Regions from separate parts of the Ovis aries genome. Here region 2 is linked to region 1. The links are chromatin contacts, called in public Hi-C maps. All regions are on one chromosome and are shown on one strand. The core of a region is the stretch at or near the end of the contact, and the rest is flanking DNA. Distances in the headings are between cores, read along the strand shown. Region 1 overlaps NPTN (neuroplastin). Region 2 overlaps CD276 (CD276 molecule).

What was found. Hi-C and Micro-C count contacts between places; a contact is called where the count stands out from the background.
Region 2: a Hi-C map of hypothalamus shows a contact between it and region 1, with 6 times the contacts expected there. The contact joins two enhancer-like sites. A contact is called at or near these places in 9 of 16 Hi-C or Micro-C datasets (blood, hypothalamus, liver and 5 more).

Annotation. Positions count from the first base shown.
Region 1 is chr7:20,193,753-20,198,259 of ARS-UI_Ramb_v3.0, forward strand. NPTN (neuroplastin) reads right to left here. Exons shown (of 8, transcript XM_042252141.2): 6 at 751-772. Among named protein-coding and RNA genes, the nearest start is that of NPTN, 62 kb to the right of the region's middle. Within about 2 kb of position 1,974, at least 6 of the 54 cell types and tissues checked have an H3K27ac peak or open chromatin away from gene starts, as enhancers often do. A contact at or near this core is called in hypothalamus, where this site is marked.
Region 2 is chr7:20,323,931-20,328,117 of ARS-UI_Ramb_v3.0, forward strand. CD276 (CD276 molecule) reads left to right here. Exons shown (of 10, transcript XM_027971575.2): 2 at 3,365-3,491. Among named protein-coding and RNA genes, the nearest start is that of INSYN1, 53 kb to the right of the region's middle. Within about 2 kb of position 1,566, at least 7 of the 54 cell types and tissues checked have an H3K27ac peak or open chromatin away from gene starts, as enhancers often do. A contact at or near this core is called in hypothalamus, where this site is marked.

The DNA of each region.
Region 1 (4,507 bases), core at 724-3,223:
CATGGAAATACAGGGACTCTTTCACTTACTGCCATCCCTGGTATAGTAAGAAATTTTACTGCACGATATTAATACACAATTAATACACCCTGTGTAAAGTACCTACAACCTTAATCAATCCTTTTGACTCCCAAGGCAGATAATACCCAGGTAACGTGGGCTTTGATTTATAAACTATAATTACGACAAAAGTGAGTGATTAGTTTTTTCTCTACTTACCACCACTGTCTCGTCTCTTCTTAATTATATACAGGCAGCGCTGTGCTCTCTGGCACTTAACTAATTTGGGCACACTTCTGCCTCTGACTTCTTAGTCCCCAGCTCTAAGAAAGACTGCAAATCTTGGACTGATTCAAAATTTGTAGTTCTGTCTCTCTTGAATACCCACAATTTAATGGAGCCAGGCAGTTTATCCATGCTATAGTCTAGCTTGAACAAAACCTAAAGCCTCATATATAATCGTCATTTCCCCCACAGTATCAATTTAAACATATGGGGTGTGCAAAATTTTAAACATTTTTTTTGCATGGTATTCCACTTTAGATTGCTACTAAGAACAAAACTGTACAGCCTGTCCTGGGAGTCAAAGGGCTATCAGTCAGCTCCATGTCCAGCTAAGAAGTCTACACGGCAACACTGCTTTCCATTCACTGTCTTCCCCTACAATCTTAGCTATGCCCTTTAATTAAACTGTAAATATAAAATAACCCAACCAGTAACTACTGAACCAAAGTCCAATAAAGTACTTACATTGGCCCAGCTGGTTCATCATCTACACAGGTATCCAGGTTTTAATAATCCATTGAGAGAGAGGAGAAGAAGGGAGAAAACTGTGAGACTCTACATCAGGGTTAATAGAACAGCAAACGGCAAGTGGCAAACATGGCTATTCATAGCATTTATTCAAGGCCATTCCATCTGGAGGTGCAAAACACTCATGGAGTTATTATTTCTAGATTCAGGTTTTTAATGGCAGGTATGTTGTTTCAATGGTTTTAGTTAACACTTTGAATGCTTGTCATGAAAAACTGCAACTGTAGCGGACAGATAGGCTGCAATATTATTATACTCATCTTGTCCCCAAGTTCCAGTGGTTCACTCTTATATAGATGAGAAGACAAACCAACATTTCAGTTGTAAAATCCTGCTGTTTGTTTTCTTGTGGTGAATGCATGCATAGTTTTGACTCAATCCTGCAAAGTAAGATGGATATGGATGTGTATGTGCCATACGTTTAGCCACACATCCTCTCTTCCCCACAGGACACTGTTCTTGCTGTTCTGTAATCTTTACGAGTGTCTGGAGTCTGGAGAATAAGATAGAGGAAGCCACAACAGTTCAATCTAATAGTGGGTCAGTCAGGCTGGGCTGTGCCAGCAGCAAGCATATGCAGACCAGAAGATGCTCTGTAACCAACCAGAGAAAGCTGAGTAGTGCTGACATCCCTCTAGAGAAGACTTCAGACAGAAAAACAGGCTCATTCTTGCGCCCTGGCCAAAACCAGAACCTGAACCCAGATGAGCCATGAGTTATCTTTTTTTTTTTTTTTTAATCAAAACACTTATATTATCTGGAGTTTAGGTGCCTTCTTAAATTGGTATTTTCTGATTCTGATTTACCAAGTTTTTCTTCCCTGTTTCAACTAAGGGCAACTTGGTTCCCTTTAATCAGGGTTATATGTGTGTGTGTATATGTGTGTGTGTGTGTGTGTGTGTGTGTGTGTGTGTATGTACACAGACACACAAGATTTTTTTAAAGGCCCATAAAGGTGGGGGAACAAGTTAAGTGCTCTTAGTTTCTTTTTATTTTACAAAAGTCAGGTAGACTAAATGATTCAGAACTGAAGGCTTCTAGAAAAACTCTCAGCAGGATTCCACAAGGGGGCTTGGTGCACATGAAGCAGTTATGGAGATTACAGTCTCAGTGTAGGCATCTGCAGGAGCACACGTCAGGAGTAATGTCTGTCAGAGGGAGACATTGCTCCACCTGTTCCTTCGAGGCAACGGAGAGGCAAAGCCACCGCCAGCACACACAGTGACTGGAGCAAAAAAGATTTCAAAAAAAAAAAAAAAAACAAACAAAAAATAACAAAAACAGAAACAAAACTAACCACAAACCAATGACTTATCAGCCAAAACAATAGGCTAGTGACACACCAGTGTCCACAGGATTCTACTACTAAAACAGCACACTATTGAACAGTACAGAGAACGCACTAAGACTTAGACACCCAAGACAGCTGTGCGCTGTTATACGGTGGAATTGTACAGAGATGCATCGGGCACTGAGACACACGAGCCTGGCCTGGATCCTCCCTCAGCACAATCAACCAACGCTCTCAGCGCCCCGGCCACACCAGCTCAGCTACATGCTAGGAACTAAGCACTGCAGGACTGACGGGAGCAGACGTAGAGTATTTTCAGTGCTCTGGCTGTGTACCCGAAAACACAAAATTCTAAAGCAAGATAGCTGATTCAAGAATATCACCAATCTACTCCCAATTTTAAGAGAAAAAAAAAGCAGGGGAGAGGGAATCGCGATCCCGCCAAGCTCATCTTTTCAAAGCGTGACAATGTCAGCACCAACCCAAGCACTTCACACCATGAGCTTTTCTTTCTTCAGTAATGTGGATGTATGTACACCCTTGTGCCTGACTAATAACGTCATTTCCCAGCCCAACAAGCCGATTAATGTGCAAAAGGGCTGCATGAAAGGGTTTTACCAAGAGTGGCTCTGGTGTAGCTGCCACCATGCCTGCAAATGGGAGCAGCTGCTGTTCCCAACAGTGTCTACATCTCACAGCCCCTTCGTCTCTCTCCCCAAACTCACTTTCACATTTACAAGGAACGAAGAGCCTCAAGTCTCCCATTTCCCTAAACTGAACCACTATCTGCAGTACCACTCTCTCTTTACAGGTCAAACAAAATAACAAGTTGACCTCTAACAGGGAAATCGGCAGAGAGGGAAAGAACAGAACTACAGAAAAAAGGTACGAAAATTAAAGTAAATGAGGATTAAACAGCAAACTGAAATCCAAATTAGTTGTGAAAGTGAATGAAGTAAACTTGAAGAAAAGTGTTAACATTATGAACTGTGCATCGTATAGACTGAAGCGGAGATTAAACAAACTCCAAAAGCATGCATATCACTCACTTACCACCATGTTTTAAGGGTTTGATGCAATTGAGGGGGGAAAAAAAAGAAGTCATAGTAACCGACAAGTATCAACATACCCCCAAACCCTCAGGCCAAAAGACAGCCACTTAAACAATGACTACTCTCTCCAGCTGGGTATTACTCACAGCCACTGACTAAATGAGGAAGAGGGCTGGGGGATAATGGAAACAAGATGCTTCTGGAATCCATCTTATGAGTGAAGTTCCTGGTGGGGCTGTTTCACGCACTGATTCAGCTAAATGTTGTCTACCCGATCGAATGCACTAGAACCCTCACTCCCCTTCGCCTACATTGCCCCAGAATCTGGAAGGGTGCTCTGCGATGCCTAGTAAATAGCAGCTTACTTGATATACCACCATCTCAAAAAAGATGGCTTTAATGTCAAAATGAGTTGATTGGTCAAAGCTCCTTTTTCACTGCCTCATCTCACTGAGGATGAGGTTTTTATGGTTTCTAAAACCACTTAAATTTTGCAAGATCTCAGAAGAGTAGCACAAAACCCAAGAAAGATTAACAATTACTTCCAATTTGCTTCCTTGTTCAGTCCTATTATATTTTCTTCATAAGGTAACTTGTTACTGGCTCAGATGACCCCTGCTTAAGAGACAACACGTGTTTCATGCATCATTTTTACAATTCCTATTTCTTTCCCAACATTCCTGGCCTTTGTAAAGCTTCATATGCTACCAATGTTTTGACCATCTAATTGATTTTGGCACATTAGACTAGCTCTTAATTCTGAAGTGTCAAAGAGAGTTTGGATACATCACAGCCACTAAAAATGGTTCCCACAAAACTGCAAGTATCTTTCGTACCAGTAACTTAAAGGAAAAGTGCCTATACTTGCTTATAAAGGTTATCTCCCTAATGGTGAATGTAGAAGACTCTTTTTGATGCCAACACTTTTATTAAATCAGCTTCTGTTTTCATTCAAGGTCAGTAAAATGTGCAGTAGAACTGAAGGCCCCAACAGCTGAGCAGGCTCACTCCCCATCTCCTCAGGGTACTGGGGAGAGAGCTGAAAGCATACTCTATTCACCCTCTGGGTTCAGTCAGCAGGGAATCAACACAGACGGTGTGCTCCAAACATGTGTCCAGCAGTAAGATGGATAGAAGACTAGAGGGATGCTAGCTGTATTTAGTCTTTTTAGAGAAATATCATTTAACACTTTCAAAGAATGTAGTCAGGAGGTGAGTAAACAAAAAACAAAGCCCTCACTTGGCTCCATGATTCATCTGTTATTAAAAATATTGACAGTAAAAGGTGACAAGCAGATAATCTACGTACAAGACAACCTATTGGGGCACTAATCCTCAAAGACACCATAAT
Region 2 (4,187 bases), core at 316-2,815, 130 kb after region 1:
CATCCCCAGATCCAGGGCATCATGGTATAGGGTCCACCTCAGCCCTTGATTTTTGGTTTTGGCTTTATGGAGGTCATCTCTGGGGAGGTTTCTTGTGGCTCCACCTCTTCTGGGGTTGGATGCACTTACTGTACCTCAGGCCTCGGGTGGCCCCGGCCCCTCCCTCCTGCTTCTCTCTGAAAGCCAAGGCAGCCTGTGCTCTTTCCTGCCAGGGCCCCTTGGAATTCCCACATTTGGCTGGGACGGGGCTAGATGAGGATGGAGGAAGTGGAGGAGGGAAGACCGGCTGGTGACTCAGCGGGAGGGGTGGCACATGCTGACTCCAGGGCCATCCTGCCTGGGGGTGAGAATTCCCCTTTGTAGAAAAGGTGGGCAGGGCAGTGTGAATGCAGCCGGAGGCCTGTGCGTCTCCATGACGCTCTGTGTGCTGGGCAGCCAGTCTGTCCCAGTGGTCACAGGTCATGCTTCTGTTGCCTAGCAATCCCTCTCTGAGATGTGTTCCCCTCTCCTGCCCTCAGCTCTAGGAGCCCAGCTTTCGGGGAGGGAGCCTCTCCCGTCCTCGGTTCTGGGCTCTCAATCTCCCTGTCCTCGGTTCTGGGCTCTCAAGGCTTCTCCCCAGGGAACGCCTGAGACAGGAACTTCCCTGAGTCCAGAGTCTAGGAAAGGAGTTGAAGGGAACAAATCTGGAAAGACTGAAGGCAGGAGAAGGGGAGGACAGAGGATGAGATGGTTGGATGGCATCACTGACTCGATGTGACAGGGAAGCCTGGTGTGCTGTAGTCCATGGAGTCACAAAGAGTCGGACATGACTGAGAGACCCCCCAGAATCCTCACCTTCCCTCAGGAGGAAAGGACAGCTCGGCCCTTGGGGAACCTGATTAGATCGGGAGACCGCCCCACATTCAGGGAGGTGGCAGCCAGTCCAAGCAACCCTGGCAAGTAAACCCAGCAGCAGCAGCAGGAATTAGCTTGATGAATGGAGGAAATAGTCATCAGAAAAGGCTTGAAAGCCAGGCAGAGTGGTGTGCGTTTATTCCGGTGGTAAATGGGGAACGCTGTGAGGGCCTTGTAGAAGAAAGATGTGAGCAGATTCCTGCATCAGGTCCTAAGAGGAGAGACGCAGAGTGTGGGGTGGGCAGGGGCAGAGTGGAGAGTCATGGGAGGATCCCAGGAGTGCTGGCTGCCAAGGTCAGGATGGGAGATGGTAGGCATGGGCAGCGGTGGGAAGAGTGAGGGAGATCCAGGAAGGACAGGCCTTGGTTCTGTCTTGGGGTAAAGGAGAGCTCCTTAATCCTTAGTCTCCGTGATTCCTTCAGCAGACGGGCAGGCATGGCCGGCCACTGCCTGCCAGCATTTCCCTTTGGTCTGTGGTGGCCCTTGTAGGCATGATGTGGTGCCTGCCAAGGGTGCCTTTATGAATGGACCTTGAAGGCTGCTGACTCAGCAGGCGGAAAGGCTTTGAGGCCGCCAGGTTTGGACCGGAACTGTCTCGGAAGGAAGTGGCTGCTCAGGGCTTCCCCACTGTGGACAGCTGGGAGGTGGTAGTGGGGGGAGCGCAGGATGCACCCGGCTTGGCTAAAGGACTCCCTCAGCTCAGCTGCTGGGTGTACGGGAAGGGGGAGAGGCGGGAGGGATGGGACTGAAACTGACGCTCATGACTCGACTATTGATGCCATTCGCTCCCTGGAAGGGCAGAGAGGTGCGGCAGGAGGTGGAGAATACAAACCTTTCTCAACTTTGTGCAAAATATGAAGTCCTCTCACTTATCTGGGCTTTAATTTTTTTTGTTTTTCCTCTTGCAAAATGGGACCAAGTCAGGCAGCCTGGCTCCCTGGGTGGTCTGAGGAATGTGAAACCTTTTCTATTTTTGTCAAATTGTATTGAATAGCATAAAGCAACCCTGTTGACACATGGCTTGGTCAGGATGTGACAGTCAGCAGCTGTGAGACCTGGGGAAAAGGCAGACAGCAATGGGGGTGGGGTGGGAGGAAGCCAGAGACTGGGAGTAGGGCTGGACCCGGGAGGTTGCAGAAATACCCCACTCAATCCTGATTCCAGTCTGCGGGCGGGGGCCAGTCTCAGGACAGGCCACTTCCGCTTCTCACTGGTCTTGGGCACTCAGTCTATGCATGTTAAACTAGCCCATGTCCTTTCCCTTGAGCCCCACACTCATTCACCGGGTCGCCTTCAGAAGTCTCGCCAAGAAGTTCCTGCACAAATACCTTTCACTGCATACAGCCTACACTAGACCCTTCCCTGCTCTCTGTCCCCACGAATGCTGCACCTGCGCCCTAGGCTCAGACCACGGCCACCCCGACTGCTCCCTCCCTCGCTGCCCTGTCCTCCATGCTGTTGCTTCCCCCCAGACCTGCTTTGTCTCTTCTGTCCAGCTCTTCCCATTTATCCTGCAGATGCTGTCAGTATAATCTTTATGACGCACAGCTCTGGCCATACCCATTCTTTTATTCCAGAACCTTCAGTGGCTCCCAGCTGCCTTCAGGATAAGCTTCTGACCTCTCGTCATGTTGTTCAGTCGCTAAGTTGTGTCCAACTCTTTGCGACCCTGTGGACTATAGCATGCCAGGCTTTCTTGTCTTTCGCTATCCTCTGGAGTTTGCTCAAACTCACGTCCATTGAGTCAGTGATGCCATCCAACCATCTCATCCTCTGTCGCCCCCTTCTCCTCCTGCCCTCAATCTTTCCCAGTGTCAGGGTCTTTTCCAATGAGTCAGCTGTTCACATCAGGCGGCCAAAGTATTGGAGTTTGAGCATCAGTCCTTCCAATGAATATTCAGGACTAACTTCCTTTGGGATTGACTGGTTTGATCTCCTTGCAGTCCATGTGACTCTCGTCTTCTCCAGCACCATAATTCAAAAGCATCAATTCTTCGGTGCTCAGCCTTCTTTATAGTCCAACTCTCACATCTGTACATGACTACTAGAAAAACCATAGCTTTGACTATGCTTTGTCAGCAAAATAATGTCTTGGCTAATCTCTAAGCCTTGTTCTCCTCTACCAGCTGAGCCAAACTGATCTGTGTACCTATTTGAGTTGCCCTGAGCGGGCCAGGCTTGACTATTCTTGGCCTTGCCCCTCCTATCTTTTGTTTGCACATCAATATCTTAGAAGGGGTGGATCTTATCTGCCTGCTGCCCTGCCTCCCCTGATCCAGCCTCCCCAGTGACTCAATTTCCTCCTGCCAGCATCTCTCAAAATATCCCTCAGCTGGGAGCCTTGTAGGGTGTGGGAAGGAGGACCTCCCAGTGGGCTGTTGCAGCCTCCACCAGGCTGGTCCAGGGGAGATGAGGTGAGAGAGAGGGGTTGGTAAGGACCTTTTGAGACAGAAGCTTCACTTCCTCACAGGCAGAGGCAGCCTTCCATCACGGAGAGCCCAGCGGCCAGCTGCCTCGCGAGAAGATGCTGTGTGGACCGGGCAGCACGGGTGTGAGTGTGGCCCCCGCCCTGGGAGTGCTGTGGTTCTGCCTCACAGGTGAGGGGAGCAGTTTGGGGCCTTGAGGGGCCTTGGGGCCTTGAGGTACATTGGGGCCTTGAGGTGCACTGGGGCCTTGAGGTGCCTTGGGGCCTTGAGGTGCCTTGGGGCCTTGAGGGGCCTTTGGGGCCTTGAGGGGCCTTGGGGCCTCTCTGTCTGGCAGGGCTGGGAAGGTTTTGGCTGACTGCCTCCAAATCTCCTCTGTGCCCTGTCCACCTCATTCCTACCTTGGGATCCACCTTACTTGACATTTCTTAGCCTCTGTTTTCTCTTCTGTAAAATGGTAACGTGAGCTCTAAATGCGATAAGGCTGTTTCCCAACCACACGTGTGCTCCCTCCCGAGGGCCTTTGCACACACTGCATCTGCCTAAAACTTTCTGCCCGCACACATCTGCATGACTCGATCCCATATTTCATTCAAGCCGTTACTCAAATGTCACCTCGCCCAGGCTACTGGGTATAGAATAACACCTCTTCCCTCCCTTTTGCTGGCCTTACTTTATGCTTCTTCCCAACACTAATCTCCACCTGACATATTATATGTTTACTTGCTTATTGCCTGCTCTGCTCAAGGAGCAGAATGTATCCCCAGGGCTAGGATTAATGCCAGCCACATAGCAGGTGCTCAATAACCATCCTGAATAAAGGATATAAGTCTTCCCACACAGTTCTTGGCACAGAGTTGGCTTTCAATA